2 separate regions of the Astyanax mexicanus genome follow, and region 1 is linked to region 2. The links are chromatin contacts, called in public Hi-C maps. All regions are on one chromosome and are shown on one strand. The core of a region is the stretch at or near the end of the contact, and the rest is flanking DNA. Distances in the headings are between cores, read along the strand shown.

The links. Hi-C and Micro-C count contacts between places; a contact is called where the count stands out from the background.
Region 1: a contact with region 2 is called in a Hi-C map of muscle, with 14 times the contacts expected there. The contact joins the enhancer-like site here to the promoter of si:ch73-63e15.2 in region 2. A contact is called at or near these places in 2 of 3 Hi-C or Micro-C datasets (both in muscle).

What each region holds. Positions count from the first base shown.
Region 1 is chr16:14,613,165-14,618,240 of AstMex3_surface, reverse strand. It overlaps si:ch73-63e15.2 (protein strawberry notch homolog 2), which reads right to left. Exons shown (of 32, transcript XM_007252641.4): 28 at 5,065-5,076; 29 at 4,657-4,788; 30 at 3,904-3,980; 31 at 3,631-3,818; 32 at 1-2,842. The coding sequence ends at 2,082. Among protein-coding and RNA genes, the nearest start is that of tjp3, 9.7 kb to the left of the region's middle. Within about 2 kb of position 2,315, the one cell type or tissue checked has an H3K27ac peak away from gene starts, as active enhancers do.
Region 2 is chr16:14,522,041-14,526,999 of AstMex3_surface, reverse strand. It overlaps si:ch73-63e15.2 (protein strawberry notch homolog 2), which reads right to left and starts at 3,059. Exons shown (of 32, transcript XM_007252641.4): 1 at 2,885-3,059.

The DNA.
Region 1 (5,076 bases), core at 1,066-3,565, 92 kb before region 2:
TGAGTGCAAGGCCAGATAAATAAAAAAACAACAACAACAAAAAAAAAACAATAAATAAATGCCAAAAGAAGTGTTATAAAACATACAAATATATATACAACGAGGGCCTTTATGTCGTGTGTGGACTACATTCCCTACTGGGTTCTGAAAGGCACTGTTTTAACCAGTAGTCTGTCTGTATCTTCCTGTGTCCAAAACTGCAGGAGAAGTGTGTCAGAGGACATTGTGAAACAGATAAGAAGCTGCTGAGGGTGTGGCTGATGCTATCTTTTTTTCAGTTTTGGTTTCACTACAATGTGTGAGTTTCAACCAAAGATATGATGTCTGCTGCTGAGGTTCCACTAGAGGGCGCTGTAACTCCATAAATACGACATTACATTAGTCTGAGTACTGCATTCTTCACTAAACAGTCATTTCCATAGATCTAGAACGCTGATTAATATCTTATTTGGGATGATGCTGTAAATTAAGATTCATTTAAGGCAGATCTTTATCCAGAGCAGTGGTCACCAAGCATTACTGTGGTCATCTGCTTTTGTTTTAAAGCTCTATAACTGGTCAGATGTTTCTCCAATTAGTCTTTGATTTAATGTAAATGTGATTGCTGTGTGGGATGTAATATGCAAAGCAAATCCACTGGTTATATAGCCAATATTATTACTGGAGTTTCATTTATACTTAGAGGAGTTTCATCTGTTAAATGCATTTTGGAGATACAGATGTGTTTATATGACGTTCGCTGTCATATATGGATCATATGGATTTATGAAGCAAAACAACACAATTAATTTTGTCCAATTAGTCTGCTCTAGGCATTTAAAAAGTGATTTTAAAAAACTAAACTAAATTGTAAATTGTTTTATTTATCGCAATTAGGGGTGTGTTATATCGTATCATACGCTATAATATTGCAATAATATATTTAAATGTGAACAATATTATAGCCTGAAAAATTGGGCCATATTACCCACCCCTATTTATCACATCAGGGTATAACTTTTTTGTTGTTTTTAGCAAAAAAAAAAAAGAAAAACTGACACTTTTCTTATTTCTTATTATATATCTACTAGAGACATTCTATAGTCCACCATAATTTTTTTTGTCTTTTTTAAATTAGATTTAAGTACTTTTGCAATAGTTTCAATAATTTTGAGATTTTTAATTACATTTAATTTATATGTGAACAAGCCGGAGAATTAATGAAAAAGCATTTTCTGCTGATATTTTCATTTCTGCTGATATGTTTTGTTGTATTTTTTGAATATAGAAGCTAAATCTAAGCAGGGAAGCATCTGAGCCAATCAGACGTTGCAGGTATGAAGCCCTGGCTGGAACCTAACAGTAAACAAAGCAGTAAATAATGGTTTGTTAGCTAAAGAGCCAATTCTGATGTTTTTGCTTATGTTTTCTATCAGAATGAGCATTTTCTACTGATATTTTATATATTTGCTGATATATTTTTTAGTCAGTGATAGAACATAGAACCTGTATCTGAGCCAATCAGACATGGCAGGTGTGAAGCCCTGGTTGGAACTTAACTGTAAAACAAAGCATTTTCTACTGATATTTTAATATTTGCTGATGTATATTTTAGTCAGTGATAGAATATTGTGGCTGCATCTATGCTAGAATCAGAAATAACAGGTATAAAGCACTGGTTGGAACTTAACTGTAAACAAAGCATTGAACAATGGTTTGTTAGCTAAATAGCAAGTTCTTGTGTTTTTGCTCATGTTTTCTATCATAATTAGCATTTTCTGCTGATATTTTAATGTTAAATTGTATTTTTTGAATATAGAAGCTGCCTCTGAGCTGGGAAGCATTAGAGCCAATCAGACGCGGCGAGTATGAAGCCCTGGCAGGAACCTAACTTAGTAAGAAGGCAGATTTTTATAGATTTGTTGGATTTTAAGGATGTGTTGAGCTGGACTGGTGACCACTGGTCTGAAACATTGAGGCCAGTAGGCAGTAAGGACTAGGACCGAGACTAGGACTAGAATTAGACTACACTACACTACACTGCACATGAACACATCTGTACGACACTGCACTACGCTGTATCCCTCCAGCTGATCTCAGTCTCACTCTGGCAGTCCGAACTGAATGACGGACTGGCGAGCGTCCGAGCCGCACAGCATACTGTTCAGCACCTCTCTGGCGTTGATGACTGTGTCGCTGGAGCCGTTGGCGCTGGGCAGAGGGAGGTTCTGCTGGTCTGATGACGAGACGGAGGCGAACAGCGACAGAGAGGAGGAAGAGGAGGACGGTGTGAGTGAGGGGGAGAAGAGAGACGAGGATGAGGAGGATGGATAAGAGATGGTGGAGGGAGGGAGAAGGCTTGTTGGGGCTTGTTGAGTGGCTGCGGTTGAGGGTTGTTGTGTGCTGAGGAAGGAGTTGAGGAACGCAATGATGTCCTCGTGATTGTCCTGCTGCGGTTGCTGCTGCAGTCCCTGTGTAAAGGCCTCCAGCTCAAAGTCCTCCACGGCTCCGAGGCCAGCCTGCGTACTGTCCGGGGATAGAGGCGAGGGGCTGCGCACCCTCAGGTCCAGAAGGCCTTCTATAGGGTTCCTTAGTGAAGGTTGTGAAGGGAAGGAGGGCAGGGTGAAGGAGGGGAATGTTACAGGGGTCGGGTAATGTGACCCCAGGCTGGATAAATGCGAAGGCTGCAAGAAAAATTCTGTTAACTCCCTTTGCCTGTCCTCCAGCAAACTCCGCCTCTGCTCGGCCGCTCGCTGCTCCTGCGCCTGAAGCAGCTTCTCCTGCCGCTTCCTCTTCACCTCCTTATCCATCTTGCTTAGCTCCTCTCTCACCGGAGACATACAGTTTTCCGGGATCTTTATACCTGTGCAAGAGGGAGATATTAGACATCTATTTGGAAATACATTTATTGTGGAAATGTAGCTTTTTTATAACTACTAGCTTTACTTCATTACAACTAACAATATTGATACAGCAACCTTGAGTATTTATCAATACCATTATCAATCAAATATCATCTTTCACCCTCTCTTAAAGCAGCAGTTACTAACAGTTTCTTCTAAACTAAAAACACCAGTCAGGAGTTAAAAGAAGAAATATTCCAATCTGGGTAGATTGACATCTTAAAAAAAAACAACAACAAAAAAAATATATATTTTGAAAATATATTTTGAAGATGTCAATCTACACAGATTTCTCTCCTGATAACTAGTAAAGTGCTATTGTTTATTTACAGTAAGCTTAGATTTCCACTAAGGCTGGGTGCAGCAGCATTAGCATCAGCAGCTAACTGCGAGCGCTAGCTGCAGTTAATAAATTAATAAGAAAATCCATTAACCAAAAAGTAAAAGTTAATTGTGCCAAAGTCAATGTCAAAATAGACACTTAAAAGGTACTTAAAATACATTTAAATGTTGTTTTTAACAATTAATTTATTTATTACTATAAATATCTATTAAATGTTGAGTTCAATACAAATCAAAGACAAGATAAGTTTCTGCAAAGAAATAAACATTAAACTATTAAATAAACAATAAACTAACTGACTTTACATTTGATAACACAACAGTTCAGTAAAAACCTCACGTTATAGTGCAGACTAATGGATGTATTTATATTTTATTTAATGCAGTATCAGACAGATCCACTTACCCACTCTCTTGTGTTCTCTGGTTTTGAGGCGGACGATCTGCAGGATGCTGGAGCTGGTAACGTCAGCCACCACGTCAGCCACCCGCTTCCACACACACAGCAGAGCTCCACACAGAACGTGGTACTGCCTCAGCCGCATGCCCTGCAAACACTCCTGACCCTCATCCACCTTCTTACACCGCCCGGTCCTACACAACACATATCCATGCGTTAGATCGTGTGTCTACAGTTAACAACATGTGTTTGGTAGATTATCAGAACTTCAGTGCTCACCAGACAGCGTGACTGCATTTCTTAAAGGAGAATTTATACTGACTCTCCCAGCTCTCCTTCGCTTCCTCTGCAGTCACCTGAATTAGAAGCAATAAAAATGTAATCGATAATTAATAATGCAACAAATTTAGTATGAAAATGTATTTCACACTATAAAGCACACTGGATTATAAAGCACACTATCAATGAACGTCTGTTTTCTGGTCTATTTTCATACATAAAATGCACCGGATTAGTAGGTAACCAAGTAAAGCAAAACTAAGTTAAGTAAACAAAACTGTAATTCTTAAAAAAAAAAAAAAAACTCTACACAGGTTTCTCTCCTGAAAACTGTTTATTTGGGTGAGTAAAGTGCTTCATTTTATTTACAGTAAGCTTCCAGATTAAAAGTAAGATTTCCAGATTTCCACTATGGCTGGGTGCAGCAGCATTAGCATTAGCGGCAAACTGCTAGTGCTAAACGCAGTTATCGCTAGTAAATGGCAAATGACAGCGCTACACTGAGGAACCCTGAGTGTTCCGGTAAACCGGGGCGATATTAGCTAGCGGTTCGTCCCACGTAGCTTGTTTTAACACAGTAAACACACAGACTACAGTCCGAGATAGTCGCCTCTGAACGTCATAAGAGCTAGCGCTTAGCGGCTAATGCTAATACTAATTTTTCATCAAAATAATCAGAGACTGACTTTCCATTCTTTAACAAAACAGTCCCGTAAAAACTCTCTCTCTCTCAGTGAGTGAAAAAGCTCAGACCTTGCGGTACTTCTTCTGGATGTTCTCCAGGTTCTCCGTTTGTTTCTGTTTGCCTACGTTGGGCTTGTAGACCACCAGGTTGTGTCCCCGGCCTTGCTCAGCCAGCAGCACACACGGATGACTTCCTCTGACCTGTGAGGAGACAGACAGTCAGACTGTTAGTACTTCTTTAAAAACGGCAGAACATGCCTGAAGGCTGACCCAGCATTTCATTTAGATCTTTGATCATCTTTCCGGGCTGAGCTCACTGAAGCTTTTATACTGAATGATCTAATGTTGAACTTATCTGCACCCCTGGAGTCAGGGAGTCTGGATTTCCCCATTTCCAGGAACCACTTTCATTATTTTCATATTAGAAGCTGTAAAGGAAGGTAAATGCAAATGAGACAGTCTGGCTGGAGCTCACACCTTGTGGGAGAG
Region 2 (4,959 bases), core at 1,810-4,309:
TCGCCCCTATATTCTGAAATTTAAATGGCCTCTTAAAAGGTAAATAAAAGCAATTTTTCTGGAAATAAAAAGTAAATTCGTCTGTAACTGGAAATATTTGCATAAAACTGTGCCAGACTAAGGTGCACAGCTTTTCGTCTGCCACTGTTTACAAGCACATGTCCAGCCATGTGGAGGCCATGCGGTTACCTCGTGTGTATGCCTACTCCACCGCACCCCCCTCACACTTCTGCTCCTCCTCCACCTCGCGCTTCTCAGGCAGCAGCAGCAGCATCACATCACTCACACAGAGATGGAGAAAATCACAAAACATTGCAACATGACGTGTTTGATTTAATCGCCTTAGGTGACATCGCACGTCTGCGGTATGATTATAGTGCATGCGCACATCGCGATGACAATGAACGATACATCGTGCAGCCCTAGTATGTAGTCTGACATCTAAAATAATTTTCCATTGCTCGCCCTGTCCTGCTATTGTGTATGCACACATTGCAGTGACAATACTGAAAGGATATATTAACAATAATTACTATAAATAAAAACATTAAAACTATCACAGTGAGTGATATAAAGGTTGATAAAATTGAGATTGAGATCATGTCCATATAGTGTATAATAGTGTTAATAAACATAATTATAAAAACAGGCCTATTTGAGTCTATTTCCCCACAACTTAAGGGAGTGATGCAATCCTAAGAAAGCTAAAGAAGCATTTAGACTAAAACTGGAACTGATTACAGATGACTTCACCACAGGAACCGAAATCCAGCGCTATCTATCCTCTCTCTCAGCCCAGTCTGCATGTTTACCTCCGGCAACATGTTCTGCAGAAGAAGCGCATCATCACAACAGTTCTGAGGAAACTCCAACTACTTCCTTAGAATGAACTGTGTACCATGGAAAAGGGTGGAAGGAGGAGCCTGTGTCCAAAACAGATACTGAATATAGGCCCATGTATTGGGACATTTTTAATCAGGAGTATTAAAAACAGTTTATCCTGTTTTTGATGGAGGAAATGTCTCAAGACTGTGTAAGGAAGGCATTCTACCAGAATTCTGGAACATTACTCTGAGGATTTCACTGGATTCAGGTACAAAAAAGAGCTTTAGTGAAGTTAGAATGCTGGATGGCTACCAATTCAATTTATTACAGACGATCAACATGACTCCAGAAGTACTAGAACATAGATCCAAAATACTCCATGACTCCATGAAGTTTATGCTTATCTGCTTCAGACAGTCTTATTATATTTGCAATATTTCTTTACAGTAAACAGCCTCTTTGTCAGCAAAGTGTGCAGAGTAAAGTTGCTGAAGGCTTTCATCAGAAGGGGTGTTCACAAACATTTGGCCTTATTGTGTATTCCTTTCTCTGTGTTCCCTCACCACATCCCAAAGCCCTGAATCACACCGGAGGTCTGTCCTCTCCCCACAAGCTCAGACTCGTCCTCCTCTTTCTGTCTGACTGGCTCAAAGCCTCTCTTACTTTCTGTTTCAGACACACTTCACATTTCACCTGAACACACAGTCAAAATGAAAACAATCCCACTCGTTTCAATAGATGTACATACGATAAGCAGTAATACCAGGGTCTGGCCCTCTTTATGACTAAATACAACCTAATATGACGTCCGCTAATGTTAGTCGGGCGGAATTATAAGTCTCTTAGCATTTACAATGCAAGAGGACAGTTTATTTTGTATGTCTTCAAAGTAAAACGATAAAACTTTCCTCATACTGATGTCCTCCATAGTAAAGAACCCCAGAACTATGGCGTATACAAAAATTAGAAAACAAATCTTCAGTATGACATCATTAAGAGATGATGTGATAATGTGAAGATGTTTTGTGGATGATGTGTTCTGGCCCTGAAATAATAATTTTATTAAACTACCAGTATATTATTGTCACTTTAAGACAAAGACAATCTTTCAGAAAGATTAAATAAAAAAAATCTAATTATAAGAACTGTTAATAGATAAGTTAGAACTTAAACAGAATAAGATAACCATATAGTTACATTATGTTTTACTAGAGAAAGTGTCTAACTACTTTGATATGCCATAAAAACAACATACGTTAAATATTATATCTATAAACATCTATATAAACTATAGTCTTGTTACTATGAAACATTATGGCATGCTGTGGTTAATACTCAACATTTATCTTCCTAACATCCCTCTGTGAAGCCACATCAGACATAATTACTAATATAAAACGTTAAATGTTCAGGGACTCAATTTTAGACAGAAATACATTTAGTAACACACTATTAACTCACTAATAACATAACAAGGCTTAACGTTAGCTCATTTTAGTGTAAGAAGTGACACTATCTAAGTTACCTTATATTCAGGTTAAATAACCCTAACAACCTCTCAATAAACATATGTATGCTGTAACGTTAAATAAATGTGTTAAGTTAGCTAACCTAACTAACTAGCTAACAGGCTAATAATACGGATAATATCGCTTCTATAAAGATACTGTAGGTTAAGTTAGCTAGCTAACTAACTAATAGCTAACTAGAATTAGTTAGCTAGTTAACGGTAGTTAGCTTAGCTAGCTAAGTAAACACGTAACGTTAGCTTCATTAACCCAGCTGAGAAGCTTCCGACACTTTAATATAAACACTGAAAGTGCTGTTAAACCAGACGTTCAACAAGTTGTAGAAACCTTTTCCATGACTATCTGAACACAGTTACACTGTAAAAAAGTGAGTAATAAAGTTATTTCAGGTCTCCTGGTTGTGTGAATCTGACTCTAACTAGCTGTCATTTCACGTCAAAAACACGAGAGCGAGAATTCCGACACTTACGGAGTTATAAACTAACGCTGAAGTTTCTCAGCGATAATAACAGCTCCTTTTACCGCCTTACCTCGGTTTAGACACTCTGTTCAGTATGTCAGTCACACTTTCCGGGAGTTTATCGCTGTTATTTCGGCTGTAGAGGCTTCAGAGAGTCTCCTCTCCTCCGGGTGAGATCCGCTGTTCCTCAGTGTTCCTCAGCGCTCACAGGCGACGAAGCCATTTTAAACTGAAAGCAGATATACTTCCGCTCAGCCATACAGCATTTAAGGTGGAGCGTAGTTAATAACCTTAAACATCAACTTTAATTAATTAATGAAACCTGTTAACGCTAGCTAGCCAATTAAAATGCTAATATATTAACTTTATTACCTTATTCCTTTTACTTATGCTACTTTTTATCTTTACTATTGTAAGCTAAAAACTATAAATGGTGAACCAACCTATTAACTTTATTAATGGCTCACCAATAATGGCTTTGATAATGGCAACATATAACATATAGCTAACCATATATACATATATACAACCAATAAACTGTATTAATACTAACTAATCAAAATCTATTACTGCCCAAAATGTGAAATAAATATATAAAACTTAAATGTTTTTATGTTAACTTATTACTTTAATGCTACACTATGTATTGTAATAAGTAATGCTAATGTTTATATATGTTGTTTATACATTCAAGCTGTTTAACCTTTACTTTACTTTTACTAATGTTAACTGCATAAATCTAATATTATTGAATATTATTACATATATATTTTTCGTTTTAGGTAATTAGCTTATCAAACATATAAAAAACAGCTAGTTCAGTGTATCACTTTACTCTCATCACAAAAAAAAACATTAAAAACAACCTTTTTCAGACTGACTGAGATGAATAAGATATGGCAGGTGGACGCCATCTACAGACCTAAACCCACACTGTCTCTAACAGCACTAGAAAACATATGAGTTAAATGCAGGGCACTTACAGAATTATTACAGGATTTTATGTGACTTTGCAGTTTGAGTTAAAATAAAAGAGAGGCTATTGTACATTTGTAGATAAATATCTATTCAATCAAAAAAGTAATAGTAGTGATAGTGGATTGTTCTCAGCTGTACTAAAAAAATCCAGATCCATTTATCAGAATATATGGAATCAGAATCTAAATATCTGAATATATATATATATATTTTTATATAAAACTAATAAGCATTGTAAAAACTAGTCACGTGTTTGTTTCACAGAATGTGTTTTATGCATCTTGCAAATTCAACTACTGCAAATTCAAGGTATGTAAAAAAAAAGAGTGAATGGAGATACAATCTTTTTATGTAGCTTTAACAAAAGTTAAACAACATTCAACACGCAATTATAACCAAACTCCCTGGGGCTAAAATGTCTAATCATCTTCTTTTTGCACCCTTTTCTTAAAATTCCTGCCTTAAGGGTGAGCTGATAATGTTTCAGTCTACACAAAAGTACACAGCGCGTATTTTCATGAGATAAAGAAAGATTATCAAATTACACTGAACTGTCCAATGTAGAGTCCAGATCCATTAATCACATTCACATACATATATAAAATATAAATATAATATGAATTAATATTTAACACACAAGGGGTCGCGTTTGTTAACCTTATGTTTATAAGTTTTATGTGCTGCACGCACTGTTGCACAGAATGCGTTTTTATCACTACGCACTTTTAGGCGCGTTGCGCGCTTTTACGCACGGAATGAGTTCTTACGCACGGTAAGCGCTTTTATGCACGGTGCGCGCTTTTACGCACGGTGCGCGCTTTTACGCACGGTGCGAACTTTTAAGCACGGTGCGAGCTTTTAAGCACGGTTCGAGCTTTTACGAACGGAATGCGTTTTTACGCACGGTGCGCGTTTTTACGCACGGAATGCGTTTTTACGCACGGTGCGCGTTTTTACGCACGGAATGCGTTTTTACGCACGGTGCGCGTTTTTACGCACGGAATGCGTTTTTACGCACGGTGCGCGCTTTTACGCACAATCGATTACGCCTTTTTCCTAAGTTTGATATCCAATTACTCCATAATTATACAGTAATATCACTTGATATGCATGACATTAATAGTATGGAATGTCTTCTTCAAGGATTTTATGGTCTGATTTGATAAT